Regions from separate parts of the Gossypium arboreum genome. Here region 2 is linked to region 1. A link is a contact called in public Hi-C data. All regions are on one chromosome and are shown on one strand. The core of a region is the stretch at or near the end of the contact, and the rest is flanking DNA. Distances in the headings are between cores, read along the strand shown.

Region 1 (7,526 bases), core at 3,611-6,110:
CCGTTTACTATGTGAATCTCACTATTCATTCACTGATAAATTTGTAAATTTTAAGTTTGATTATATAAGTTTAAGATTTGATTTTTGTATTTGTATTATTTTTATTTCATTTATATAAAAAATAACATTATTACAAAAAAATAACTTATAACATAAGTGTAAATTTAAAATAATGTGTATATATTGAATAATAGAGGTGTTCATGGGTCGAGTCGAGTCCAATTAAACCTGTTTGCTAGGCAGATCTAAAAAATGAATTTAAAATTTTGCTCAAGTTCAATTTGGATAAAAATACTAAAATTCGGACCCGACTGTTTATATTAATTTTTAATATTATTTTTATATAAAATTTTAAAAATATATAATATATCAAAATATTAAAAATATAAAATATATATACTTAAATAACACTAAGACATGTGTAACTTAACAAATAAATGCCTCTAAAATAGTAACAAAATTAATAATAAAACAAGAGTTATACAATATCCAAATAATAACAACAAAAAAGTAGCAACATAATAGTGAAATGGTAGCAAAATAGTAAAAAAAAAAAAGAAAATAGCAACAAAACATGAAAAAAATAGCAAGAAAAAAATTAAAAAAATAACAACATGTTTTTTTGCATATTCAAGTTGCGCTTAGGTAAAAAAAAAATCTTACTTAAGATTCGACCCATATTTTTTCCCAAACCATTTTTTTGGGTTTATATTACTTTTCAGGCGAGCCTTCAAGTTGGGTTGGATGAGCCGACTCATGAACAAATCTATTGGATAGAAATATTTTAAATTAATATTATTTAAAATTTCTTCTTATAGAATTTTAATAGCGATCTAAGATTTTAAATGTTGATTTTGAAGTTCTATTTCGAGTTAGTCTAAGTTGGAATACATATGGATTATTAGTATAAAAATTTAATATTAATTCTAATTGTAATTATAAGAGTTTGATAATTTTTCTTTAAAAATATATTAAAATATCTTATAAAATCACTTTTAAACCTTCAATAATAATCTATTAAGTCTTTTCAAAGGAATATAGATAATATTATATATCAACCAACACCAAATTAACTCTTATTATTAATTTTAACTCTAATAGAGAAATAAACAAAATCAAATACTCAAAAATTCATCTATCTTCATGGTCCCAAGTCTAAAAGAGACTTACAACCAAATTTCAACTATTTATGTAAGAGATTTTAAGAATGAAATTTAATAAAATAAACCTTTTTTATAGAATCCTAAAACTCTAAATTTTAGAATTTAAAATCTTAAAACCCAAAAATATTAAATCCTAAATATTACTCAACCTTAAACATTAACCCAACCCTAAAACCTAATTTAACGATATCTCTAAATTCTAAATCAACCGTATCATAAGCCATATTCACCTAGTTACCGCAAAAATCCTATCTCTAGTAAGGCTTTCCTGTCTTCTTTCTCTAGACAGAGAAAGTCACTTCCTTGTGAGTGGTCGTTCGGCCTTCAGGCCGATTCCGCTCATCTCGTCGCTTTCCTCTTTTATTTTCTTCTCTATTTTCCTTTCATGGTATTCCTTTGTTTTGTCAATGAAATAATCGCCGTCGAGAGGTGGACTTTTTCCATTTTTGCTAAGAGTTGTCTTCAATCTGTTCCTTGGTTTTGCCCTCCTCTTTTGATGGGCTCTTTTTTTTTTTTTTCAGTCCGTGAGGCCTTGTTCTTTATCACTTGGTGGTACTGTGGCTCTTTATGAATTTCGTTGAACGAAGCTTCTGTGAGGCCAAGAATGTACACAGAAGACCTCATTTTGGCGGTTAAAGGCAAGGTGCAGCCTTGGCTTCCTTCTCCGTTGAAGTTTTGGTTTGCGACATGGACACCGTTGGAGGGATGCATGTCGATGGCTTGGTATGGCAGACCCTTGATCCTTCTCAGTTGCATCTCCTCCCACAATGGCAACCGTTGGTCGTTGCTATGGTTTGTTAGGGGTTAGGATTTTATGGGTCTTTGAGCTTTTGTATTGAATTTATTCTTTTTTCTATGTATCTTTGCTTTTCTCATTCTTAATGAATGCTTGATTATTGAAAAAAATACCCCATAATGCTTATATTACTATTATTATTTGTTAATTTTATTTAATTAATCAATATTAAAATATTGTTAAAGGGTATTGATGTAATGTTAAAAATGCATTATAAAATTCAATTCTTTAAAGAAAGTACTTATTTGTTTGGATATTGAAAAGTAATCATCCTAAACTCTTTAAGCCATCAACTCATATAATCTTATCAGACACCAATAAACGATTAAGACGAGTAAGAATCTTTTGGATTGCCAAATAATTGGTTGGAGATTTATTTATTAATGGAAATAATCACCATGACTGCAACTTTTCAGCAGTAATCACATGCATATAAAAATAATCCAAAAGTACATCATACATACATACGTACGTTATATCTCTATTGGAATAAGAAGAAGCCAGATTTGGCTGCAGAGTTGCTTACTACCAGCAAAGGGAAGGCAACTTGAAAGAGAAGGAAGAAGGAAAATGACCAGTTCTCCTTATATAATCCGCCCTTTGAGATGTCCTTATAGCTTTCTCGTTTAGCTTTGATTCAGCATTTGCACGTTTCTCTTCAGCTATTCTCCTTGCGGCTGCTACTTTGTTTGCATATCTTTCTTTTGCCCGAGCTTTCAATCTCTCAGCCTTCACCTAATAACATAACAAACGCCATCTGTGAGATGGGATTGGCACACTTTTTATTGTAGAATGATCTTCATTTCAAATCCCCCAATGCCTTAAGAAAACAAATTCAAGACATAAAAACAGCAGCGGGTTTCTGGGATTTGGAGACAATTGATGTTTCCCTGGACTGACAAGTAAAATAACTTGATAATGCATCATCACAATAAGGGACCTTTGAGAGAAGTATCCAAACAACACTAACAAATGGAACATCTTCTGGTGTTGTTAGAGTAATCGCTGTTAACAATGATGACAGTGGAGGGTTTAACAAGAAATATTTGTAAGACCCACTTTTACTCAACACCAACACCATGGGTTTAAGTTTACCTCTATTTTCTTCATTTCCACTTCAGCTTTCCTCTTTTCGTGATTTTCCCAGGCCTGTATCCTCACTTCTTCACGCTTATACCTTGAAACCAATGGCATATGCTTATCATATCAGCTAGAATAGAAGAACTCCTTAGGCTTATGGCTAGCTAGTTATTTGTCAGAGGAGGACGGAATTAGTACATTACCTTGCCATATATTTGGCACGTTCAGCTTCATCCCAAGCCGTAGCTCGAGTTTCTAAAGTGCTCTGCTTCCTAGCTTGTTCTGATTCTTGTCTATTTGAACCATGACCCCTGGCAGCGGCATTAGTTTCAGCCCTTCCCTCAGTCGATGTTGGGCCTGAACCTGCTTGATAATCCTCGGCACAAGGTCCTCCTCCATTTTGGCACCTCACAGGGGTGGAAGATCCTGAAGATATAGGACTCCTTCCAGCAGGAGTGGTGGCTCTTAGGGGTGTTGCTGTTCTTGAAGGCTCTTGGCTTGCAATAGGGGTCATCTCAGTCCCCATATCTCTCACACATATTGATCTAACAGCTGACACAGAGTTCCAAATAGAATCATCAAAATCAACCTTTTTGGTTTCTCCTTCGTATTTAGGTGACATTACTGCAGCAGCAGCAAAGCCTCCTTCCTCGTCACTGCTTGGATAATCTTGTTCCTTATGTGGCACAGGAGCTATTAGTCTTCTATCATCAGCGTTGGAGTTTCGAGGTTTGGCTTTGGAGTGGGTCTTTTTGTCTCTACTTGTCGACAGTCCCACAAGCCATTTCTGCGCATCATCCCATTTTGAAGGTGTTGTTGGCTTCCCTAAGGCAGTAGTAGTTCGATGATGAGATTGAGCAGCTCGGTTGTTTGTTGTCCCATTCCCTTTATGGAACTCAAAACTTATGGCACTCACGCTGCTGCTTGAAATTTCATTAGCTGCTCCAAGGTTATAGCAACCTTTATCTTCAATAGCTCTCATTTTCTAATCCACAAAAAGAGTCACAAGTATCAAAAGTGACATTAATCTACACAGATGCAACTACTTTCTCATTGCAAAAACAGATTCAAGAGTAGAGGTATGAAAATTTGAGGATCTTTGAGCCTACTAAAACCTCCAATCCAACAAGTACATTTTAACTTCAATGCTCACTACATACAGAAAACTAGTAATAACAAGGAGAAAAAACCAATAATGCTCAACAGGAACCTTGAAATATCTTAAAGCTTCCTTTCATAAGAGTATAAAACAAAGGGTCCCATCCCATTCCCATCACATGCAGGATTTATCCACAAAGGTAACTAATCATCATCTTTATGACACTAAACACCCATTAATGAAAAACTACTCTGTTAATTAAGCAGTACCAATAGAAGCTTAATAATTTCCTAGACTTTAAAAAATAAAAAGAAAAAGAAGGGTTTTCGTTGAAGAAACGTAATGTAACAGTCTAACAGAGAATAATGACTTAAAACCATGGATCTTTGTGAAGCATTGCCAGAGCTAACGATAAAAATTTCAGACTTTCAGAACTTCAGATCCATTGAATATTAAGAAAATAGTAAAAAAAAAAAAACAAAAGCTTCGCATTGCTGGAAACTTGAACCAACCGAAAACCAAAACAAAACGCACTATTGGCACAGTAAATAATGGTTAAAAAAAGAAAGAAATGGGAATTCTCAACAGTTTGGGAACCTTGGGAAGTGTAATTTAAAGAAAAGTGTTGCTTTCAACGGCTACAATATAGTGTATAATATAATGCAAAATGTGTGCGGAAGGGGTGAGCAGGATGAAAATCTGAGACGGTGGGTGTCGGGTCAAGTGGGAAATAGATGTTAATAATGTTGGGGGGTGCTCTGAAATCATTCACGTGCTTCTAATGGGCCATCAGCTTCTGTGAGTTATAAATTTAAATTGACTGTTGGCATTTGTCAGTAAAATTTTGACCTGTCTTTTGAGTGCTACTTATAATGTACTCAGATTGAATTGGATTGGACAGCTAAGGGACACTGCTTCCTAGATGTTAGTGTTGTAGGGTTAGATCTTTTGTCTCGTAATTTATGTGGCTTTAAGTGATCTATTCCTCTAAACTTGTCTAAGTCAACCTTTACTCAAATGAGAATTCTTTAAAAACTTCTTAAGGCACCAATTTGTATAGCGAAAGCAAATAATGCCAAAAGAAGCTACAAAGAACAACAGAAATAATGCAAACAAGTTTTTTGAGTAAATGCTCACAATGTTCTCTTATTCACAAAGAATAATTAAATAAGGAATGGAGTTAGTACAAATGAGGGGAGGCTCTCTATTTGTAGTTGAGCTCCTCCAAAACTGACGGTTAAGATACATTTACATCAATGGACGATATTAACTATATCTCTTGATTTTAAGGATTTACAAGATATACCTTATCAAATCAAATCTAATCTTTACAAGATATGATTTTATCAATCTTCTAAGATTAGTTACTAAAAAAGCCTAAGTTGTCATATCTCTGTTATCCGGCCAACCAGGCTACAATCTGATAGGCTTCTCCAACAGGTTACCGAATCGAGCTAGTTCTTGTGGGCCAAATGATCCCCATCTACACAATAGACCTTCATCGGATGCATTTGGTGCGATGGTCATGGGCTTTGAACTGTGGCCCGTGACATCCTCCATCACCCATTCTTGCAATGCCCTCATTGCAATTTCCAAATGGAATTGACTTGATTCGCCTCGGTCTCATCTCTACGCCTTAGCTTTTCTTTTCCTTCGAGAACTTTGTGTAACAACCTAATTTTCAGTGGTGTCAGAACAGTGATTTGAGATCACTAAATCCGACAAATGAGTAGGAAATATTATTAATTTAGTGAGTATAAGTTAAATGTGAAGTTAGGAAAAAAAATTTAAAATAGTGAATAGTGTACTAAAATAAATATTAAAATAATTAGAATCGAAAAGCGAGGTATTAAGACCTCGAAAATTTTAAATCAAGCCATAAATATTTTTATAAATATTTATGGAGCGTTAATAAGTTAGTATTAAAGTTTCACAAGAAATTTTAAAGTTCGATAGTTAATTGAACAAAAGGACTAAATTGTATCAAATGCAAAATTGTGAGAAATGATTAAATAGCTTAAATGATAAAAGAAAGAGGGTTTAAAAGGCAAATAGACCCAAGGTCTCTTTGGGCTGGACGGCAAGGCATGAAATCAGCAAGAAAATAAGGAGAATTAAGGGCAAAATTGGAAAATTGGAAAATTTACTTAATAAAGCTAGGACTAAAGTGGAATTATCTAGATTTCTCTTTATTTTTCTGCATTCTCATCAGCAAAAACACCATGGAAGAGTTCCTTCAAGCTAGTTTTTCATATTTTTACTTCAAGTAAGTTCAATTCTTGATTATTTCTTGAAATTTTGTGTTTTTGTGACTTTTACAACTAGGTCCACTTGTTGAATTCATTAGTTTTTAATTCTATGAAAGAAATTGAAAGTTGCTATGAATATGTGCTGGAACTATATGATGATTTGGCATGGAATTAGAGCTTTAAATTGTTTATATGCTGATTTATTTGAAAGAATTGAATAGAAAGTGAATGTTTAGGACCTAATTGTAAAAGAGTTTGAAGTTAAAGTTTCATGTGGAAATTCTAAATTTCAATAGTTATGAAATAACTTCTAATGTCTAGGAAAAGTATTAATTGAGAAAATTATCTTAATTGAGGGGTTAATTGAGTAAGGACTGAATTGTATGAATTGTGAAATTTGGGGAAAAATGGAAATAAACACTTTGCACTAAAACTGTTTTGGATAGTAGCAGTAGTCTAACTTTTAAAAATCACCAAAAATTTTAGAAATGGAATTAGAGGATGAATAAAATATGAAATTAAAGCTTATTGAGTCTAGTTTCTTATAGAAGAAATTATGTAAGCAATGGAATTGTAAATCATGAGATATGATAAATTTTGTGAGACAAGGTTAGAATGATTTCTGGTTCCCCTGTTCTGAATTTGAAAAATCATAAAAAATTGGATAAAAACAATTAGGGGCTTAAATTTATATGTTTAGAATCCTGAATGAGTCTATTTTCAAGAGAAACAAACGAGGACATTATTCGAATTCTGTACGAGAAGATACTTAATTTTTAGTGAAGAAGGGTCAGAACTGTCAGACAGCAGAATAGGGGAGACTTCAATGAATAAACTGTATTAATTGGCCCAACCAAAAATTATTAAATTTTTATGGCAAGAAAACATATGAGTCTAGTTTCTGGGAAAATTTATGGATCTTAATTTTGAGTTCTGTAGCTCAAGATAAAAATGATTTAGTGACTATGACACAGATGGACAGCTTGAATATTCACATAAGTAAATAGTGAAAATTATGGATGATGTTACTTACAAGTGTGTTATTTATACTAAGGATGTGGATGGAGAGGAGGAGGAGGAAAAGTAAATATATATATATGAATGACTTGATCACATGCCCGATTATAATCGATAAATGT
Region 2 (7,526 bases), core at 2,464-4,963, 230 kb before region 1:
AAAAAATTATATTACATTTAAAAGTGTTGATCCTTTTAGCTTTAAATGTATTGATCAAGAAAGGGATGTCTCTATTCTTGATCCTTAAATTAAGATATATACCTTTTGTTTTATTTCAATAATTTTCAAAAAAACTTGTGTTTTTAAAATAAAAATAGATTTTCATTAGTCAATTATTGTTTGCCAAACTTTTTCTTGCAAAATAAGCGCGGGGTTATGGCAAAACAACTCTTAGTTTTAGTTACAAGCAGTATTTGTATAAATTATAAACAGATGAAGCATTAGAAGGTATAATTAGATAAATAAATTGAAAAGTTAAATCAAAATAGCTTTGGAGATAATTCGCAGGTAAGATTAAGTTAAGACATGATTTGAACTTGGGACATGAAGTATGTTTCTAAAAGAAAATAGATGGTGAGGGGTGGGCCCATCCTTTTTTACACTGAGGCTTTGTAGGCTGGGGGTAACCCAGCTTATAGGCGGAAGTGAGAATTGAGAAATATGAGTTGAGGGTTTGGTAACTTATTAAGCAAGGACCTGAAAAGGGCAATATCATTGGCCTCGAAGACCAATGATCAATGAATGAACGAAGTAAGGAGCTCTGAAGAAGCCTTGATCAAGGACAATATGGAATTTGTTGGCTAAAACTTGATCCTGCTGATTGATGCTGCCTTCAATTGCGTGCATCAGCCACTCTACATCTGTTTCTTGAGCCATTATTATCTCCTCCCCACATCCCTGATATTAAACTCATTTCCCACCCTTCCTCTCTGCTCTATATTTGCATATTCAATCCTGCTTATATCGCTAATCCATGTAAACAAGCCAGCCAGCTTTAGTTTTGTGCCACTTCCCAACCACCAAAAAAACACGACGAAAGATATAAAGCATTATCACCCAGGATATTTTGAAAAAAGAAATGATAAAACAGAAATCCAATTAACAAGTTCAACCTCAACAACATAGGTTTTGGGTTCTGACATGTTCCCAGTCCAAATCAGCTTAACACAATCAAATTTAACTTAAATGAGAATACATAGGTCATTGGTCACTGAAGATCCTTAAATTATCAGGGCATGCTTCTTTCAAGCTTTAATAGTCACACTGCATAGGCACAGACCAGAAGGCTTTATTTCAGAAGTTTGCCATTCTGAACCCGGGGCTGCATTTGGATCATACAAAAGTGTGTGGTAACCAGGGTCCCCTTCCACTGAGAATAGTAGCAGTTTTCCATCCAATATCCCAAAACGGAACCCTATACTTGTGCTCCCTGTCAATGGCACCGAAACCATCTTCCAGCTATTGTCGTCTGGGTTGAATATTGCCAGCTTCCGCTGGTTCTTCCACTCCATGCAGAAAAGCTGCTTCTCCAGCACAGCATGGGCAGTGACCATCACACACCCATTTTTCATCTCACACCAAGTCTGCTTCTCAGGGTTGTACACATCAACAAACCTCGAGTTTCCAATAGTGAAGCTTGACCTACCACCTAAGACATAAAGCTTTCCGTTCAATCCACAGGCAAAACAACCCCAGCGAGGTCGACGTAGACTTTCAATGAGTGTCCACTTATCTGTGTCAGGGTCATACACCTCTGCAGTGGAGAGGCTCTCGCCTTCAACCCCATAGCCTCCAACGACGTAAACCACACCATTTACCTCCGCACAAGCAAAATCATAGCGAGCAACATTTAAGTTTGCTAGTTTGCTCCAGCTGCAATTATGATGATGTGTTAAAACCAATAAGAAGTCCAAGACAAAATATTAAGCGTCATATAAAAAGTGAAAATGGAAAACAAACCAGTTGAGGCAAGAATCATATTGATAAACGTCTGCAGAGGCAGAAGCAGTTCCGTTGATGACTGAATAGCCAGCAAGTACAAGAAGCTTTCCATTGAGGACAGTTGTCCCAAATCCAACTTTTTCTGGACCAGGCATTGGTGGAAGAAGCCTATGTTTCTGGCCCAAACAATCCAAAACCTCCCAGTGGCTTTCCTTTCCTTCAGAATCCATAGTTAGAACATAAAGCCACTCTTCAAGCATTCCAGCTATCTTTCGTTCCATTAAGAATTCTTTGCTTTGAATGAATGATCTCCACCTCTTACATACACCACCCATGGAAGGGAAGCTAGAACGAGGAACTAGAGCAAGGCAATACTTGGCCACATCATCCGGTAGCCCTGGAAGCAACGGGCTTTCTATTTCATCAGTAGCCTGAGAGGGTGAACGGTGATTGCCTTTTGAATGATCTGGCATAAGCGGGGAGCTGAGACACATATTGGGTTCTGTGATTCTCTTCTTTTCTCTCACAAAACCAGGCATTTTTTTCTAGATGGTTCTCGTATGCGGTACAAATATATTTTCCCAAAAGAATGCGTCAATATTTATAAATGCTAGTCAACTAATTAAAGAAACTCATGAAATCCATCACCTATAGGGATTTTACAACTCCAAGGCATAAGTGATGTAGCAGAACGGATGACTTGAGCTGTAAATGCCGATGAAACTCTATTCTTAGTCCAATCTGATTCATATTCCATGCCAAAAGCCCTCTTTCCTGTTGAACTCTGCAAAGCTTTTCCCACACCTCTGTATCCGTTCCGTTGCCCACACATTGCCCAAATAACTAAATGCAAGATTGTAAAACCATAACCAATTAGTATGAAGACAGGAAACCAAAGAAACAATAGCTTACCGACAGGAAACCAAAGAAACAATAGCTTATCTCTACGGTCATTGTCAAATCAATACCTTTTAAGGCCATAAAATTCAGAAGTTTTAGCCCCCAATAACTTCCATTATGATGAAACCAGTAATCACCTGAATATATAAATTAAAATGAAGAAAGGTCAATTCAACCAATACATATCCAGTTCATATAACAGCGATTCTGTCTTCAAATAGACAACTTGTTTTGATCATGATTCTCCAGGCCGGCAGCAGTGACTTATGTACTGCTGGGAAACACCCAAAGCCAAACAAAAATACAAAATAATAATAATAATGGTGGTGGTGGTGGTGGTGGTAGTGGTGAAGTAAGTGTTCCTTTCTATTATTCTAAACCTAAAACTCTAACATGTTGCAAAAAGAAGGTATTAATTTATTTGCGGTGGTAGATACACAAAAGGGGCGAACAACTCAAGGGGCTTATTATATATCTCTTAACTTGTAAAACCCAGATCTTGACTTGACCTACCCAACCACCCTAACTTAAATTAAAATAACTACAACTAAAATTAACAGATGAGTTCTTAAGATGAAATGTATGATATCATAGAATCAAAAGAATTAAAGCAAAAGGCAGCAGACCAACAAATCATCTATCAACAACCAGAAAACCCAGATTCCTGGAAAGTAAAGTTGGGGGGGGGGGGGTGGGAAGAATGTTCTTATCCAAAATCCTAACAGTCTGGCAATAATACTATTGAAACACGTTAGATCTGAAGATAAACACTAAAAAGATCCCCAAGTTCACGTCTCAACAGGTTCTCTAACCTGGTAAGAAATTTTTTTTTTTTTTTGGTTTAAAATTTTTAAAGGAAAAAAAAAACCTAAATGAACATAAATTTTAAAAGAAAGGAGAAAGGAGGCAATGTATATAGAGGTGTGAGGAAAGGGGGATTTACCTTTGAAGATCCTGGAAAAGAGGAGAATGAAAAAGGGTTGGTGTTGAAAAGAAAGGCGTAAAAGGGGATGAGAGTGTTTTGAGGCAAAGCAGCCATGAATAAGGGAAAGAATTTATAAGCATAGAAAAAGCAAGGCAGAAACGGGCGAGAGGGTTCCACCACTCACTAATCATCTCATTATCATTATTATCATCATCATTGTTTATTCATTTATTTCTTTCATTTTAAGCCTCCGTTTATTTCGTGACATCAGACAAATAATTCTTTTTCTGGTAAAAAGAAAAAAAAGAAGTCAAATCTAATATAGGAGAATGATTTGGCTTTACTTTTTTATATTTTCACTCTAATTTTTAAAATTAAAAAATACACTTTTAATATACTAAATATTAATATATATTTTAATTTAAAATTAAAATATAAATATTAAATTTATAATTTACACAAAATATAGGGTCTAATAATAGAATTTGACCAAACATATCTATTTGGTTTCATCAAAGGTTTGTATTTGAGAGTTTATTTTTGTGTAGTGCTCTTATTTTTGAAAAACTAAAAATAATAATATTTTGGTTTAGTTTTACTGCATAATTTTTTTATATTGGTTTTACTTTTGTTGTTGATTTTATTATTAAATTATTACGTGTTATTTTTAAATGGTGGATGAGTATATTAAAATATTTTTCAGGATGATATATATATATATATATATATATATATATATAAAGGTTACATATATTTATTCAAGAATAAAAAAAATCCAACTGATTTGAATAAAAAAAATCCAACTGATTTGAGCTTTAGATAAATAACAAACATAATTTGTATTTAAACTGATAAAATAATTGTTGATTAACATAATAAAAATATCAAGGACGAAAGAATTGATAAATATATATATATATATATATATATATATATAAAAGTAATAGAAAGAAAAACATGAAACCATTATTGTATTTCTCCTAAAAGTATTCTACTTTTAACAGTTTGGTCAGTAATTGGAGATTTTTAGGTTCCCATTAATGGGAGTTTGTGATTCTTCTATGCAATTTCTTTGTGGTTTTAATTTTCCTTCTTGGTGGATCCCACTTTAGTAAGAATTTTCCTTTCTCTTTTTCTTAATTCGTAACTATTATTTATATAGAAAATAGATATTCTCTATTTTAAGATAATACTCATATTAAAAATACAGTATAAATAATTAAAATTAATATGTTAGGAAGCCATAAACTGAATTAACATGTAAAGTTTATGTTAGTTAAAAAAAATATTAAATAAACATGTTACATGCCTTTAATGGAACTGTGCTACATGTCCATCCCACTCAAACTTCAACTCACCAATGACAATGAGTTCGCCCATATTTCTGAACAGCTAAAGTATAAATATTTCATAACTGTTATGAAAAAGCAGATAAATTTGTAAAGTGAAAAAAACATAATGGCTAAAGTATAAATATTTCATAACCGTTATGAAATCTTTGTAATTATGGACAGTAGAGGGTCTTAAAAGGATGTAATTGAGATTGATTTCGAAATCAAAGCTCAAATTTGAGAGATATTGCAATTTTGATTTTAGAGGCTAAATTGAATAATGAAAAACTTTAGGGGGCATTCATATAGTGAAATTGAGCCGATATATGCTTATAATAGGATGAAATAAGAGGGTTGGAATTTATAAATTCAACTAAATTATTGTATACATCGAAAATTGAACCAAACCAGGGATAATCGAGAAAAAAAGGCAAAATTGTTGATTAGTCCTTGAAGATTTGGTTGTTTGCTGTTTTGACTAGGTAAGTTTATATGGTATGATTTTATTTGATTTATTATATACTTGAATTATGTATTTTATATGTTTGATAGTAATTTAAATTATTTGCAATTTGGTACAAAAGGTGATATAGGTGATATATGTACTAAATCGTAAAGAAATGATAAATTGAATATGATGAATTGTAATTTAAGAAATTTGAGGAATTAATAGTTGATAATGATTGATCGATTTATATTGGAGTGAAATTGATTGATTATTGAGATAAATGATTGAATTGAATTGAATTAAAAATAGTGTAACTCAATGAAATTGCAAAAGTGGCTTTGAATTGTGTTGACTTATTTTATGTTATATATTAATTGATGAATTGGGCAATGAATCGAAAATGATGATGTAACACCCCTAGTGACACATTACAATTCGAAACATTTATTCCATTTAAATTCTAACATTCACTTACACATTTTATTTATAGTAAAAAATACACTTAAGGGTCTTAAATCGAGCCTAGGGGCCCTAAAAATAGTTTGAGAATATTCAAGGACTAGTTTGAAACAAATCAAAAAAATTTTAAAAAATTATAAAATTTTGAAAACAGGAGTCACACGATTGTGTGGCCAAGCCATGTGGCTTGAAAACATGGTCGTGTGGCCAACCGTGTACAATTTGAAGTATGGAACACATGGTCGTGTCCAACTCGTGTGTCCACCCGTGTGCCTATTCGAAATAAGGACACATGACCGTGTCGCCGGGTCGTGTAACTCTCTGTGATCGTGTGTTTCATCCTATACTTAAAATTTAATGGACACATGGTTGCGTGACAGCCCATGTGCTCTCTAAAGAACCCCTAATGCAAGCTATTTCAAACACCATTTCTTACACACCAAGCCAAACCATTTCAAGATACTTTCACATGATTAAAACACATTCAAGGAAACCAAAAACATGCCAAGAATCATCCATTCTATGTCTAACCACTATGCCATCAATAGGCACCACAATTCACACATCAAATTTGATTCAATTCAACATTTCAAGTTCACTCATTAAGCATATATCAAACATACCAAATAACCATTTCAAAAGCATACCATTCAACAATAAATTACCGACTTTCAAAAGGGTATGTATAAGTGTCTAACACTACATATTTACACCTTCATTTACAAACCATCAACTAAGGATATTAACACACAAATAAGCTTAGCACGAACTCAAAAAAAACCAAGTAGCCAAGATAACATTCAAGCCCAATTACATGCCATTTATAACCATTAACCAAAGTAACCAAAAACTACCAAAATGATGGATGGATAGTGTAATTATGCTTCGACGAGATTGTAACAGCCCGTTTTTCGTTATGTCAGAAACAGTGATTTTAGAACCACAATTACGATGAGTAAATTATTATTTTAATATTTATTTAATGTTTACGAGATTATATTAAGGTCGTATTCAAATTTCATTAATAAATTTTGATGTTTGCATGATTAATTAAGTAAAAAAGATTAAATCGTAAAAAGTGTGAAAGTTGAGTTCTATTTGCTAAAAGGTCTAATGGAAAATCTTAAAATAAAGGACTTGAATGGTAAATAGACCATTTAATGAGTTAGTGGATAGTTATGGATAAGGTTTTAGTGAAAATTTTGATTATCATTAAGGGTAAAATGGTAAATTGATAAATAAAACTAAATTAAATTATGAAAAATCTATCATTTTCCCCATTTCTCTTTTATTGGCTGAAATCACCATTTTTGAAAAGGGGAAGCATTCAGTTTCTTCTTCTACCTTGCATGGTATGATTTTGTGTCCCATTTTTAATGATTTTTATGTTTTTGAGTCTGTTTTAGCTTAATATAGCTAGCCCGGGGATTAATTTGCAAAATTATTAAAGGTTGAGGGACTTTCCATGAATGTTTTTGAATGATTTTTTATGTTAGTTGATAGATTATGAATCCTTGTTGAAAAATAAATAAGTTTTGTTAAGTGATTTTTGATGAATTGTGGAATTAGGGATTAAATTGTTAAAGGTGTAAATCTATAGGTTTTATTGTGAAATGATAGTAAATATGGATTATTTCAAGGTTCTTTGTAACATTGGTTAAATTGGATTTTTGTTGAAATA

Evidence for each region. A called contact is a pair of places that touch in the nucleus more often than the background predicts.
Region 2: a Hi-C map of leaf shows a contact between it and region 1, with 3 times the contacts expected there. The contact joins the promoter of LOC108467203 here to the promoter of LOC108463317 in region 1. A contact is called at or near these places in 2 of 5 Hi-C or Micro-C datasets (both in leaf).

Annotation. Positions count from the first base shown.
Region 1 is chr2:65,914,141-65,921,666 of ASM2569848v2, reverse strand. It overlaps LOC108463317 (remorin 4.1-like), which reads right to left and starts at 4,860. Exons shown (of 4, transcript XM_053024874.1): 1 at 4,736-4,860; 2 at 3,243-4,024; 3 at 3,055-3,136; 4 at 2,303-2,694. The coding sequence starts at 4,021. The coding sequence ends at 2,485.
Region 2 is chr2:66,140,359-66,147,884 of ASM2569848v2, reverse strand. It overlaps LOC108467203 (F-box/kelch-repeat protein At1g67480), which reads right to left and starts at 3,713. Exons shown (of 4, transcript XM_017767774.2): 1 at 3,626-3,713; 2 at 2,751-2,819; 3 at 1,801-2,625; 4 at 906-1,713. The coding sequence starts at 2,321. The coding sequence ends at 1,086.